2 separate regions of the Sus scrofa genome follow, and region 2 is linked to region 1. The links are chromatin contacts, called in public Hi-C maps. All regions are on one chromosome and are shown on one strand. The core of a region is the stretch at or near the end of the contact, and the rest is flanking DNA. Distances in the headings are between cores, read along the strand shown.

Region 1 (6,876 bases), core at 1,296-3,795:
ATAGAAGACTTGCATCTACTCTATAGAAAGGGTGGCTGATTTGCATTTAAAAAGAACAGTTTGCCTCTCATACACCGGGTGACTTAAAAGGAACTTCAATGAGCTAGTAAAGAAATTCTGAAGACTTTCTAAATTAATTTATTCAATTCACAGCACAACCCACTAAAATTATTTAAAGCACTTAATTGGAAAATGATTTAATATATTGGAGTAATTCCTGATTTTCCAAAGCATTTAACTTTTAAATTAAATCTGACCCTACTATCACAAGAATGACAAGTGAAATGTGTATCCAAGTCATTACTTTCTTTTTGGAGCCTAAAATCACTGATGAATTTAATAAGATTTGTCCAGTTTCATTGCCAAAATATTTCTGACCTTTCGGTTCCAGTAACTACTGTGGAGTATGTCTTTACTATCCAAGATAAGACTGCTGCTTTTTTTTTTTTTTATTAGTATTAGTGTTGTAAGCAAAATAAAATGTTACAAACACCAAATACAAACTTTAAGGCAAAACAAACTTTAGAATAAAAGAACTATGTTATCAACAGATAATTAAACTTCTTCACACCAACTTCTCTTGCCAAAGTTACTGGTACCTTCCAACTTGCCCCTGGTTAAAGGGCTCCGGAATAATGAAAAGCCTTTCTGCCTTCCACAAAGCTAAATTTCCCTGATTTCCAACTTGCCTCAACATCATCAACACAGGGTACATCCCTTTTACTGGATCTTAACACTGTAGACAGCATCACGGAGCTTCTCCACAGGGTGTTATAACTCACAGCTGTGTGTGTGTGTGTGTGTGTGTGTGTGTGTGTGTCTGTCTGTCTGTCTGTGTGTCCCGATTGACCAATACTTGGAGTTACGAGTGGGCTGCGTGATGGGGAGCCCGAGGGCTGTGGATGCAGCGCGCTAAATACCTCTGTGTCACGTAAAAATGCTGTATGATGATGAGTCGCCACCAGGCAAATGTTAGGATTCCCAACGATTTATCCAGTGGAATTCACTGAGGGGCCGACGTGGAGCAGGCGTGCAGGGGCTGGGAGTATCCCGCAGGCTTACCAAGGAGCGGGAGCTGGGCGTCTAAACCGCTAGCCCCGCGTCTCAGAGAACTCAATATTCCCCGCCACGTTCACTGGGCAAGACTACTTAGAAGAGTCCAAAGAGCCCGAGCCGAGGACAGCCGTGGCCCTGCAGCTGCACTCGGAATCCCGTCCCCTCGCGTCCTCCCTGTGCGGGCTGAGAGTTCGAGAAACCCCGAGAGTCACCCCCTCCCTACGTACCCCCTGACTGTTCCATCCTTGGGACAGGCGGAGCTCCGCAATAGCCCCGGTGACCCTCAGGGTCAGCCTAGCCCCGGGCCCCCGCGGCCCCTGGGGTCACTGGGTTGCGGGTACAGCCAAGCCCGGGATCTGCTCCAGCCCCGCGCCGAGCGCGGCAGCTTTGGACGTGAACGCGACGCGCTCGCCCGGCTCCTAACAAACTTGCCATTTCTGCGCGCAACCCCCGGCGCGAGCTGTGTCCCAGACCCCGCTCCCCGCGGCACCCGGACCCGCAGACCCGCGCCCGGACGCGGGGCCGGGCCACCCGAACGGGTTTGGGAAAACAAAAGAGTTGTGGAGCTATGTTCCCGGCGGGGGGCGGAGGCGTCTCCCGGGTCCCGGCACCCCGACTCCCGGAGGCTCCCTTGGCAACTAATCCCGGGCGGGGAATCGGTGTCACCAGCCCCCGCTGCCCGGGAGAGGAGGAAGGGAGAGGGAGAAACCAGAAAATATACGGAATTCTCTCACTCTCCGCCTGCGTTCCCGGACCCCAGACACACCCCCAAAGTATTCCTTGGTTTTCTCTTAATTTTTTTTTAAACGCCCCCCGGCAGACCCGGGCAGGGAGGGATCCTTAGTCGCGAACAGCGGGAAGGAAAGAATCAAGCAAATCGTGTCACTTTCCGCACCATCGCGGTGTTGGGCAAAGCCCGGGAGCTGCTCCACAATATTTACTCCCCGAGCGCACGCAGGGCAGCCGCAGGCTGCGAGCCGAGCGCGCCCGAGACCGGCCTCCGGCGCCCGCCCGGCCGCCAAGCGGGCCAGCGGCCGCCGCCCCCTCCCGGGACCGAGCAGCCAGAACACGGCGGAAACAAAAGCAGAGCGTTCACCTTGTTGCAATAGTAGGGGTCCAGGCAGGGAGAAGGTCCCAGACAGGGAGCGTCGGGCGCAGCGGCGGGCTGGGCTGGAGGTGGATAAAATCTTACGTCCATTTCACTCTCACATCAAGCAACTCCTTTTCTTTGCCTTTTTCAAAAAAGTGTTCAGCAAAACAAGCTTAGACGGAACAGAGAGAGGTGTCTGGACTCAGGAGTAAAAGAAACACCTTCCTTCCCTCACATCCGTTTGTGGTTTGTTTAAGAAGAAGAGGAGAAAAAAAAAAAAAAAAAAAAAAAAAAAAAAGAGGGGGGAAAAGCGCTCAACTCTCCCCCAAGCCGCGGCGCGCACCCGTCGGCGCCGAGCGCGCAGCCTGCTCCGCCGCCGCCTCCCGGCCCCGCCGCCGCCGCCGGGCAGGTAACTTCATGCGCTCATTGTCCCCCCGCCCGCCCCCCCATCCCCGCCTCCCGCGCCCCTCGCCGCCCGGCACACGCGCTCGCGCCGGGGCTCTAGGTACTGGGCGTTTTATCGGAGTCTCTGAGTTGCTCTGCTTTTAGTTTATTTTCCCCACCTTGGAGGCCTGGGATGAGGGGAGGACTGGAGAGGGGTACAGAGCGGGTGGGGGGTGGTGAGTGCCCCGGGCCGGGCGGGGTGGGGTACGCGGCAGAACGCGGGCTGCTCGCGGCCCAATGGCTGCCGGTCGGGGCCGGGGGCCGGAGGAGGGTGGAGCGGAGGAGGTGGAAGAGAGCGCGGCCGGGCCCGGGCCGAGGCGGCGGGACCCCGGGGAGCCTCCGCTGTTCCCGAGCCGCGCTCCTGTGGGCCAACGCGTCGCACACAAAGGGGCTGGTGAGCCCGAGCCCGAGGCTGCTGCGGGGCCCGGCGGGGAGCGCGCACAGCAAGGGGGCGCTGTGGCGCAGCCCGCCCCGCAGCCCCGCCCCCGGGCCCGCCCTGGCCCCACCCCGCTCTCACCGCCCCCTCCGCAGCGGTCTCCACCTCTTTCTCTGTGACCCGCACCTCCCGGTGGACGGCCGTCCCCTCCCCGCTGTCGGCTCCCCCACCCCTACTCCCACTCTCTGATGGTGGCGACTGTTGCTAGCAGCGCCTTTCTGGGGGTCGGGAACCCGCAGGGAGCGACAATCCTCTGCGCTCAAGGGGTGGGCTACTGTCCCTGCGACCCGGATTGCTGGGTGTGGATGGGCTGTGAGAGTCCCCCTCTCCTGTTGCTTGCTCCCGCCTCCAGCCCTCACCTCGCGTGATCTCTGTCCCACTGGAGGGGTTGCGAGGGCTAAGGCTGCCTTAAGGACAGGCAGAAGACCACAGAGGTAGTTCAGAGGGTAAATAGGAAAGCAGTTATCAGCACACAAGCTCGGGCTAGAGGTAAAACACGTGGGCTTGCCAGTTGCCCATTAGGGGATTTTGTCTTCTTATAGTTGGAAGCCCAGTAATGCTCGTGGAGGTCACGGAAGACCTGGAATCAGCCTCCCCATTTCTCTGGTCGGTAAGTGGGATGAGGAAATCGCCACTCACGTTTTTCCACCTTTCCTCTCAAACCCGAAAACTTCCAAACTTCGTGTCTCCTGGGTGTTGGAGAGTTTGGTGTGTCCTGGCTGCTGTCCTACAGATTTATTCCTGGGGCTCTGTCCTTGGTGAGAACTCCGTGCAGGAGTGGGCGATAGGTATACCTTCCCATTCCAAAGCCCTGCAAAGGAGCCTGGAAATACTTCATCTGTTCCACTAGTTTCTCGTGCCAAGAAGGATACTAACAACATTGTGCCACCCCGCACAACCTTCTAGTGCTCCTTGATGGCCAACTGTTCTGTGTAACTTTCCTATAGTTAGGTTGCTTCCTCTGCAATTGAGAGCATCAGTCAAGTACAAGCAGAGGGATCTGAAAGGAAATCTATGAGGATGGTATAGGGAATGATAAATTACTATCATGGGGCACCTCTACATGATCCTTTAGGAACATTTTGTTAAGCATTGCTTTATACTTCTAACATCCTTTTTCTCTTAAGCCATTGTTTTCTTTCTTCCCCTCATCATTTTTATAAGTGGCAAGAATCCAGCTTTCTTCCTACCTGTAGATTAACATGGGGCAGGTTTGAGTAGGGGGGAGAGAGACGTAAGAAAAAAGAAGTTCTCTCCTTTGGATTCAGAAGAACCTCCATATTTATAGGTCCTTCAAGGCACCTATAAAATAAAAGAAGTAGCAAATATGTTCTTCTTAATAAAGGTCTTTATAATAAAATTTAAATGTAGTTTTGTGGTTTGTAACATCAGTGTTCAAAATTTCAGTGGTAGATGCTATAAGGTGCCTATATATATTCCTCTCATGATTTAAAAAACTTTTTAAGTTTAAATATTTTTAACCTTAAATTTCTGTCATCAATCCAGAATTTATTACTAACATTGATCTCTTCAAAATTCTATTTTAAAAAACTTCCTTAGACTCTATTTCTACTCGATGGCCCTGTGAACATCAGGAAGATGAAATGGTTTAGGTCAAAAGCAGTATTGTCAACATCTTGACACCTGGGGGAAGATATTGATGTCCCCACTGTGCCCCACAGCCTGGTCACTTTTCTCAGTCTTGAGGGATAATCCACGTTTAGCGCATAGAGTCAACATGATATGTTTGTGCATGGCATGGTGTGGTGGGTCAGGGGGTGAGCTGTTGATGAAAAAGCCTTCACTCCAATTACTCATACATGGAAAGTAGTTAGTGAGGAGTGAGGAGAAAATGGAGTTAATGGTCATGCCTATATATGATGAATTCGCTGTCAAAATCCCCAGAAAGGAGTTCCCATTGTGGCTTAGCAAGTTAAGAACCCAACATAGTGTCTGTGAGAATGTGGGCTGGATCCCTGGCCTTGCTCAGTGCGTTAGGATCTGACATTACCATAAGCTACCTCGTAGGTCACAGATGTGCTTGGATCCTGTGTTGCTGTGGCTGTGGTGTAGGCCTGCAGCTGCAGCTCCAATTCAAACCCTAGTCTGGGAACTTTCATATGCTGCAGGTGAAGCCCTAAAATGGAAAAAAAAAAAAAAGGATGGGGTTCAGACAGCTTCTGGGTTAGTAAACAGTAGCCGGGAAAGTGGTGGGCCAGAGAGGACATGGGAGCTTTGCACCTCTTCCATGTTCTTTGCCTTCTGCATCTTTTCCATCCGTTTGTTCTTCTGCATCCTTTATTATCCCCCCCGCCTTTTTACTTTTTTAGGGCCGCACCTTCGGCATATGGGAGTTCCCAGCTAGGGGTGGAATCAGAGCTGCAACTGCTGACCTACACCACAGCCACAGCAATGCCAGATCCTTAACCCACTGATCGAGGTCAGGGATTGAACCCACATCCTCATGGATATTAGTCGGGTTCTTAACCCACTGTGCCACAACAGGAACTCCTATTATACCCTTTTATAATTAACTGGTAAGCAGTAAGTGAACTGTTTTCCTGAGTTCTGTGGGTCACTCCAGCAAGTTAATAAACCTTGAGGGGGGGCCACTGATTTATAGCTGATTGGTCAGAGGCACAGGTAACAACCTACCCTTGCCGTTGGTATCTGAAGGGTATGTGTTTACTTGGCGGGGGGGGGGGAAGGGATGGGGTTCTTGTGAGACCAAACCCTTAACCAATGGCCTCTGATGTTATCTCCAGGTAGATAGTGTCAGATAGAGTTAAATTATCTTCTGCGGTGGTATTTCCAACCTTGTTTGGTCCATGGAGTCACCTTAGAAGCTTTGAAACATACTTGCCCCCAGGCTCCTCCTGCATAGAATCTGGTGCAATACATTTTGGGTAGGGTCTGGGCATAGGACTTTTTAAAAGGTCCCCAGTGGTTTTAACTTTCAGACAGGATTGAGAACAATTGATCTAGAAGGAAAGATAAGATGGGCAGAGAGGGAATGTTAAAAGGATGAATATTTAGCAAATTTACTGGCTGCGTTTTACTTGGGATTGGAACTCAAAAGGGGTCACTGAGAGGACCACCACTCCCAGGACCCCTTCACCTGCACTGCCCTTTCAGAGATCAAGTGTGGCAGTTCCCTCAGTTACTCTAACTGAACATGAATGAATCATTGTATGGCTCCAAATTGCAACTTGGTCATCTGAACTAGGAACTTTATATACTCTCCGTACCAGAAAATATGTATCTATGAAGGAGACATCTCCTTACTAGCATTGATGTGGGAATATGGACAGCTACAATTTATAAAATGCCTACTCTATTCTAGACCTGGTCCTAATTTCTTTACATTTAATTTCACTGACTCATTTTGTTTTACAAATTACATTGGAAACCCTAACCAGTAATTACAAACCACACTTAGTGTTTGATTTTGTTCCCTGAATATTACCCATCCTCATTTTAATTATGGTTTCATAAATTGTAGTGTTTTCAAATTTGCAGTTGTTTTTCCTGACCACATTTTACGTTACTGGTTCTTTGAACTGTGTAGGTAAGTCCTAAATCTTGTAGTAATCCGTCTCCAAATTACATACAGAATGTGTTACTTTAGGGAAAATATCCCCTAGATAGTTAATCCTATCCATGATTTATGAGACTCTTATAAAAATCATTCAACAAACAGTGGCACTTCCTGAGGGGTCTTTATTGTTGTTGTTAGGTTTTGGAGTTAGTTTTTCTCTAAGGGTTTTTCTCCTCTATATACGGACTAAAAGAATGATGCATCTTATGGGGATTTTGTTTTTGTTTTTGTTTTTTTTTGGTCTTTTTAGGG
Region 2 (6,876 bases), core at 2,680-5,179, 310 kb before region 1:
GTATAAAACCTCTTGTCTTACTCCACAGTACCTCCATCCTGTTTTCGCTTGAGGGATTCAGCTCCTTTTAGCCCTTGCACCTAAAGGCAGCTCCTGGTTCATATCTGCATACGCAATCCCATCCTGCAGGACAAAATCCACCAATAACCCCTCAGCCTCTTTAGAAGGCGCTCATGATTGTAAATGGAATTTGGCTTCTCCAAACCCAAGTTTTGGGAAGGGATTCCCAGAGGATGATGATTTGTTCTCTCTCTTGGTCTAAGGAATCAGCTCGTGCTTGTGAGATTTTTGTCTTGAAGAATAAAATACACTATTCATTCCTTCAACGTTCATTTTAATCGCTGTAGTCGGTGCTGGAGTGATCACAAAGATGACTAGAATCAAAGGAACTCCCAGTCTAGCCAGGAAACAGACCGTGAAACAAATACTTACAATACTTTTAAACTTTCCTCCAAGAATAGAACAGAGTGCTGTGGAAATATTGAGAAAAGAAGGTTAACTTTATTGAGAAAGCCTCAGAAAAGAGTAGCAGAAAGAATAATTGCTATCCCAGCAAGAGCCAGGGAGTCTAGTGTGGTTGGCATTGGCAAGGAATTTGGTGGCCAGATTTTAGAATCTTGGAAGGAAGATTGAGAAGCAGTAGCAAGAAAGGTAAATTGGTGCCAGATATTGCAGGGTTGTGGGCCTCGGGCTCAGCTGTTTGAATTTTAATCTATAATCAATGGGGAGCCACCGGAGTTTTTTAAAATGAAGGCGGTATAATATTAAATCTGGCTTATAAAAAAGAAACTAGCAGTTTTCTGTAAACCTGGAGACCACTTAGGTCACTGTGGTGGGATTGCAGGGAGGAAGGCTGGGGGGCTGAACCAGGCAGTGGGGGAAGAATGGAAAGTCATTCAGGAAGTTTGAGAACAAATCAGGACTTACCATTGTCTAACACCCAGATGGTCCTATACTTGTGAGTGATGAAAGGAAGAAAGAGTTAAAAATACAAAGAGTCCTAGCTAATTAGGTCAAGAGGCCATTCGTCAAGAAAAAGGGCTTTGGGAAGAGGGACCAGTCTTTGTTGGCAGATCATGCATTTGGTTTAGGTAATTTTTAAAGTCGAAGAGTTGTCTGTCTCTGGCCAGTGGGGCTACGGTCTGATCTTCGGGAGAAGTAAGACTAAAGGGAGAAATTTGGGAGAGGGCTTCAATATTGTCAGACGCATCAGTGAAATCAAGGAAGATGAATGTAGAGTGTAAGACAGCCACAACCTTCAGTCGGAGATCCTTCTGGAAAGGATGCTGTTCAAGGGCAAAGGCAGCAGCAGGGCAGCAGAAAAGGCTTCGGTTGAATAACGGAAATCGATGTGGTGAACATGGATCACTTGCAGTGGTCTGATTTCCCCGTCTCCTCACCGGTAGAACTGTGGTTGTAAGGGGCAATGAGCATCTCGGGACAACTGTGTGAGAGGGCTGGTCAGTGAGATCAAAGTGGACATCTGTTGGGGGGGTTTCTGGAGGCGTCTGGGTCCTGATAGGCATTGCTCCTCTTCCTCCTTCTTCCTAGAACACTAGATGAGGTGCGGATGGGGGTCGATGCGTCCACCCCCAAGATGCTGCGGAAGAAGGCATTTCTGAGCACCATACAGCCCTGGCCTGTCTGCCCCTAGAGCTCTTGTTGTGTAAGACTAAGAGCTGCAGGCAGAGCACGAAGGATGGATGAGCTGGGTGTGTTTTCAGTATCAGAAGCTGTTTCCTCGCATCGGTGTTAATCCCAGGCACTGGTGACAGAGACTCCCAGAGTCTTCGAAGCTGATGGTGAGACGGACTTGCTCCCCTTATGTGATGGTTCTGCGGAGGCCTGCATGGACACCTCTGTGGGATAGCTGGAAGAACGAAGACCCAGGGCATCATGCTGATGACAGCAGATTATTTGGGAGGGGAAGCTGGGAATCTAAATTTAATACCCTAAGTTTTGAGAAATACAGCTTCAGTTTATGATTCTTCGGGACCACTTTGAGGTTTATCCCTGTAAGCATGTGGTCCACAGCTATGGGTGGCAGTGAAGTGGAACTTGTGTCCATTATTTGGGGGTGGATGGCTGTGTCTGCATCTGGATTTAAGATACATAAATCATATTTGTAAAGCAATTCTAATGCTGCTTTGTAAAATTGTAAATTCTGTCACAGAAGACGCGTCAACTTCACGCTAGCCCAAAAGCGTGTTGGGTGGCAGGAATGGCGATGATTAAAGCCTGAGACATAGGAAAACTCCTTTACAGCTACAAAAACAAGAAAACAAACCTTTAGGCAAAATGCTAAAAATAGGCTCATTTTGGTGAAATGAAGCTGTTTGGATAAATGAAACTAATCGTTTTTATCGAAACCATCTGCAGCGTGGAACAGGCCGCCTTATAGAAAGGTCCTGAGAGACTTCTGTTGGGTTTACATCAGTGGGGGTGGGGGAGAGAGCGTGACTCTCCGTCTATCAGAGAATTAACAACCTGATCGGCAAAGTGACCACGGAGGCCAACCTGTGCTGGCTGCCGGTGACATGCACCCTGAGCAGTTAACACAATGGAGAAGAAGGTTCTGGGGATGCAAGAGCAGAATCGGTTCAAGAAACTGACAGGTTAAACAAAGCAGCAGAATCTTTTCCCTGCAAGAAAAGGAGGAATATATATACATATATATAGAAAGAGAGAGACAGAGAGAGAGAGAGAGAAATGCCACCTAACACTTCTGCTGTGTTGGTCTGCTAAAACCACATCTTGAAACCAGGTGTTAAAAATGACCCAACTCAACAGCTAGAATGGCTTTGTAGATAAGCATATTTTGTAATAATACCCGGAAATTGCAGTTTCATTGAGATATACCATTCTTCCTTTCTTCTTACATGAAACTCTTGCCAAGACCAGATTTAGGTTTCTGTGGGTCTACCTTGATAAAAAAAAAAAAACCCAAAAAACAAAAAACAAAAAAAAAACACCCCAGCAAAACCAAAACAAAATACAGAATACTCCACAGAACTGGTTACAATCTATGGAGAGATGAATTCTAAGGGCTTTTCTCAGGCTTGGGAAACTGGACAAAAGTAGGTCCAAGATGAATCTAGCAATGATTGCTGCCAGCTGCTTTTGTAAGGTGCCACCTCTGCATGTCTGAACATCACAGCAGTAAAGTTTCAGGAAGGACTTTGCCCACCAACCCCTTGCCGTGGGGATGGCCTCCTTTCACTCTTCTCCTGCTTCTTGTCGACCCCAGTGGAGTCCTCGACAAGTCACTGGACCCTCACTGACTTCGCTGGCTTCATCACATTTAATCTTTGAATCAGTTTATCCCTCACCTCCTATACTCCATTCACTCGGCTGATGAGATGAGACAATGAGGAAATGTGTCAAAGGCTGTCCTGCAAAACCCAAGAATCCACCTAAATGATTCCCCTTTCCCCACCCTGCCCTTTCTGGGATTCCATGAGAAATAATCTCACCCTTCTGGAGTAAAAGTTTGATAGTGTAGTCTCTGAATTAATCAGCACAGGCTTGGATGCCACGCTTGAGTAAGGTCTAAGGAACCAGACCAACTACAGAGGGTGCATTTTTGCACAGCCCGGGGCTTGGCCTAATTTGTCGGGTGGGCAGGTCCCTACAGCAGCAGCTCTTGCCCTAGAAAATGTACCTTCATCCCCATAAGTCTGGGGCTGTTTTAGGACTTGAACACGCCGTGACTTATGGCCATAGATGAATTCCCGAGGGAGCCTGCACTCTAGACTTCCCTTTGCCCGCAGCCTGGGCATCAGTGGCACGAGGAATGAATGCTGAGCAGTGAGCCCAGCCCTGTGGGCGGCTGTGGGGCTCAGCAAAACGCACACCTTGCCTGTGCTCTCAATAGCCAGTCACCTGGCTTCTCTGCTCAGTGCTGAGTATTATCTCACCCACCACCAGGGCATGGGGCAGGGTGAGGCAAGGACTTTCGGGCATCATGGACGGGGGCATGCTCAGAGCTGAATGGTAGGACATGTGTGTCTATGCCTTGGAGTCTGACAGGATTCGATTCCAATTCAAAGGTCCGGCATCAGACTGTATCAGTAGCAAAGACTTCAAAAGAAATTAGTCAGAGGTTAAATGTTGACAAACACCTGCTTTAAATGCTCATCCTGAAAGCTTAGCTCTAGGCCAGTTCCATCCCCACCCCCAACACACACACACACACACACACAGGAAGGGTTAAGAACAGACACTGTCCTTTTGCATCTGCCCTGCCAACTTACTCTAGCTTATTGCAGCTCGAAAACATTGAAATTAATCTTCGTAAAAGCAGTCATATTGGAAAGACGAATGCGACTCTCACCCTAACAGTGGGCCCTTTATAGCCTGATGTTTAACTACATTGGAATGTTTTTCTTTCCATTGCCTTTATGACTGTGCTTGGATTTGAAACTACTGGGTCTTATTCCAGCACAGAACTCAGTCTGCCCTTTCTTTTACAGATTTCAAAACGTCTAAATCTGTTCAATTCTACAGGTTTCCACGGAGTCGAAATGTAAGGTGCACGTTTGACAGGTGGCGTCGCGCCCCGTCAGAGTTCTGGTGAGGAACCCGCTTCCCTGGCTGAAGAGGAACGGCCAGCACCAGCCCTTGCTCAGCATCCCCCCGTGGCGCTCCCCGAGGTCTCACTGCGGATAAGGCATGTGCCCATCTGAGGAAACAAAACATTGGTTTTGGAAATCTGATGGTGCGAGGCCTTTGATTGCTGGTTTCTAACTGTCCTGAAAACCTTTGCCTTCCAACAGTTGCATGCTGTGGTTTTCTGTCTGTGAGAGGTGACTAACAGCCAGCGCTCTCAACGCGGGACTGCAGCCATCCAGCACCCGAACCTCCTACCGACCGACTTCCGGCCCCTCTTATCAGCTAAGCCATCGGCCACGGGTGACATTTCAGCGTTCAGAAGCTCCCCACCCCCACCTCAAAAAAAAAAAAAAAAAAACAAAACACACACATACACACACACAAAAGTGACAGGAGGAGAAAAAGGCTCATTTGGCAATAGTTTGCTCTTGCTTTTTGGCCTGGAGAAAGACATTCAAAGTGGTAGAAGATTGTTTAGTAACAGCTGGCGAGCACCAGGGTGTGAGGCTGATTTTCAGATATGACAGGCACTTACAGGAATGCTGCCAGACACAGCTGTTTAAAAGCCTTAATAAACAGCAAGTCAATACTAATCTTTGCCAAATTAATCTTTTCCCTGACAGCCCATCAGAGCAATTATGTTTAGGCTCATTGTAAACACACAATTGTCAAACAGGGATGTTGCAGCCTTTAAAATACTGTAGTTTGGTTCCGTCTCTCTTTAGCAAGATTTTTTTTTCTTTCTTTCTGATGTAGAATTATAAGTCTTTCCATTTTATTTCTAGTCTCTGTTTTTTTTTTTTTTTTTTTTTTTTTCCTGGCCTCATGTCAGTGCGAATGAAATTTCACTTTCAAACGTCTTTGCTAGCAAGCTGTTAATAAAATGTGAGATGACGACTGTTGTGGATGCGTGCTGGTGCCTTCTGCTAATAAGGCAGGACTCAGACCAGTGTTGACATCTACCAGGTCATCTACCAGGTGGTCCCCAGGTCCTGGAGCAAGAACTTCATCTTCACCTTCTATCTTCTACAATGTAATCTGATTCTGGATACAAAGGACAAGATGATGGCTGAGTAAGAAAAGAGAAAACAGAGTCTCACGTCTCTGTGGACACAGGTGTTTCGGAACATGTGTTGGGAAGGTGCTCACCCCTCCGGCCATTCCCCCCCTTCCTCCTTTGAGACCCTGAGGTCAGACGACCCCCCCTGCCCTTTCTACCAGCAATAGTCTTACGTAGGGATTTGGAAGCTCGTCTGTTAGAGAAGGCGCTTCCACGTTGGGACCCGGCTCCAAATACACCTAGAAATCCTCCATTGAGCATCATTTAAAAAAGGCCCATTTCTCTTTATCCTGGTGTCATTGAAGTAGAGCCCGGGACATAGGGCCTTTTATTTGTTTCATCAAGTCATACTGGCACTTGGTAATTAGAAAAACAACCCAGCATCCTGTTCATCAATGTTTTAATTTAGCCTTCTATAAACTTGGCTCCTGAAATTTCTCTCCGCGCTCAACACTCCTACTTGTCTGACACCTTTTTTCTCCTTGGCTTCTCATTTGCTCAATGTGACTAGTGTATGTTCCATCTTTTACTTTTGTAACTAGAAACTCTTGTTCAATTATGTAGCCCAAAAGAATCCGGCATAACTCATTCTGAAATTCTTTCTTTTAGTCTTTCTGTAATCTTAGGTTTCTTCATGAAACATTTCCATTCTTCTTCACCTCCCAATGGTTGTCTGCAATATTTAATTGCCTTTGATGTTTAAAGAGCTTTTGAATGAACAAAAAAGCATCACAGAATTGCTGTTGATATGAATATGATATTCTACAGATCAATGCATTTATTATGCACCTACTATATGCTGTGACATTCCAAGTTGCTTTGGAGGTAAAGAAATTATTCTGCTTTACGGAAACAGATTTGTACTGTTGGGTGACCCCACATAAATTCATCCAATAGGTGATTCAGGGTAGTAAATGTTGGGGGTTAAACTTACGATGTGAGTTCTTGCCTTGCCATTATTTCAGTGTTCAATGATCAGCAAAAGAGGAGAATTTCTCTGTGTGTCTATAGTTACCTTAAAACAGGAGTTATGAATGGAATAAGGAAATGCAGATCAAATCCCCCTCAACAAATAAACATTAAGAGACTGTCTATGTGCAACAAAAACTTTCATGTTTCAGCAGATAATCTGTTTATTAAAAATTTCCACATAATTCTTTTTTTTTTTTTTTGCTTTTTAAGGTCAAACCTGCAGCATATGGAGG

Evidence for each region. Hi-C and Micro-C count contacts between places; a contact is called where the count stands out from the background.
Region 2: a contact with region 1 is called in a Hi-C map of embryonic fibroblasts, with 8 times the contacts expected there. The contact joins the enhancer-like site here to the promoter of TOX in region 1. A contact is called at or near these places in 6 of 47 Hi-C or Micro-C datasets (embryonic fibroblasts, fetal skeletal muscle, fibroblasts and 1 more) and 1 of 2 datasets of contacts at active chromatin or transcription factors (skeletal muscle).

The regions. Positions count from the first base shown.
Region 1 is chr4:73,805,849-73,812,724 of Sscrofa11.1, reverse strand. TOX (thymocyte selection-associated high mobility group box protein TOX) reads right to left here and starts at 2,545. Exons shown (of 9, transcript XM_021089342.1): 1 at 2,153-2,545. The coding sequence starts at 2,254. It overlaps LOC110260289 (a long non-coding RNA gene), which reads left to right and starts at 3,141. Exons shown (of 6, transcript XR_002343311.1): 1 at 3,141-3,636.
Region 2 is chr4:74,113,879-74,120,754 of Sscrofa11.1, reverse strand. It overlaps TOX (thymocyte selection-associated high mobility group box protein TOX), which reads right to left. Exons shown (of 9, transcript XM_021089342.1): 9 at 5,403-6,876. Among named protein-coding and RNA genes, the nearest start is that of NSMAF, 110 kb to the left of the region's middle. Within about 2 kb of position 3,929, at least 27 of the 83 cell types and tissues checked have an H3K27ac peak or open chromatin away from gene starts, as enhancers often do. A contact at or near this core is called in embryonic fibroblasts, fetal skeletal muscle and skeletal muscle, where this site is marked.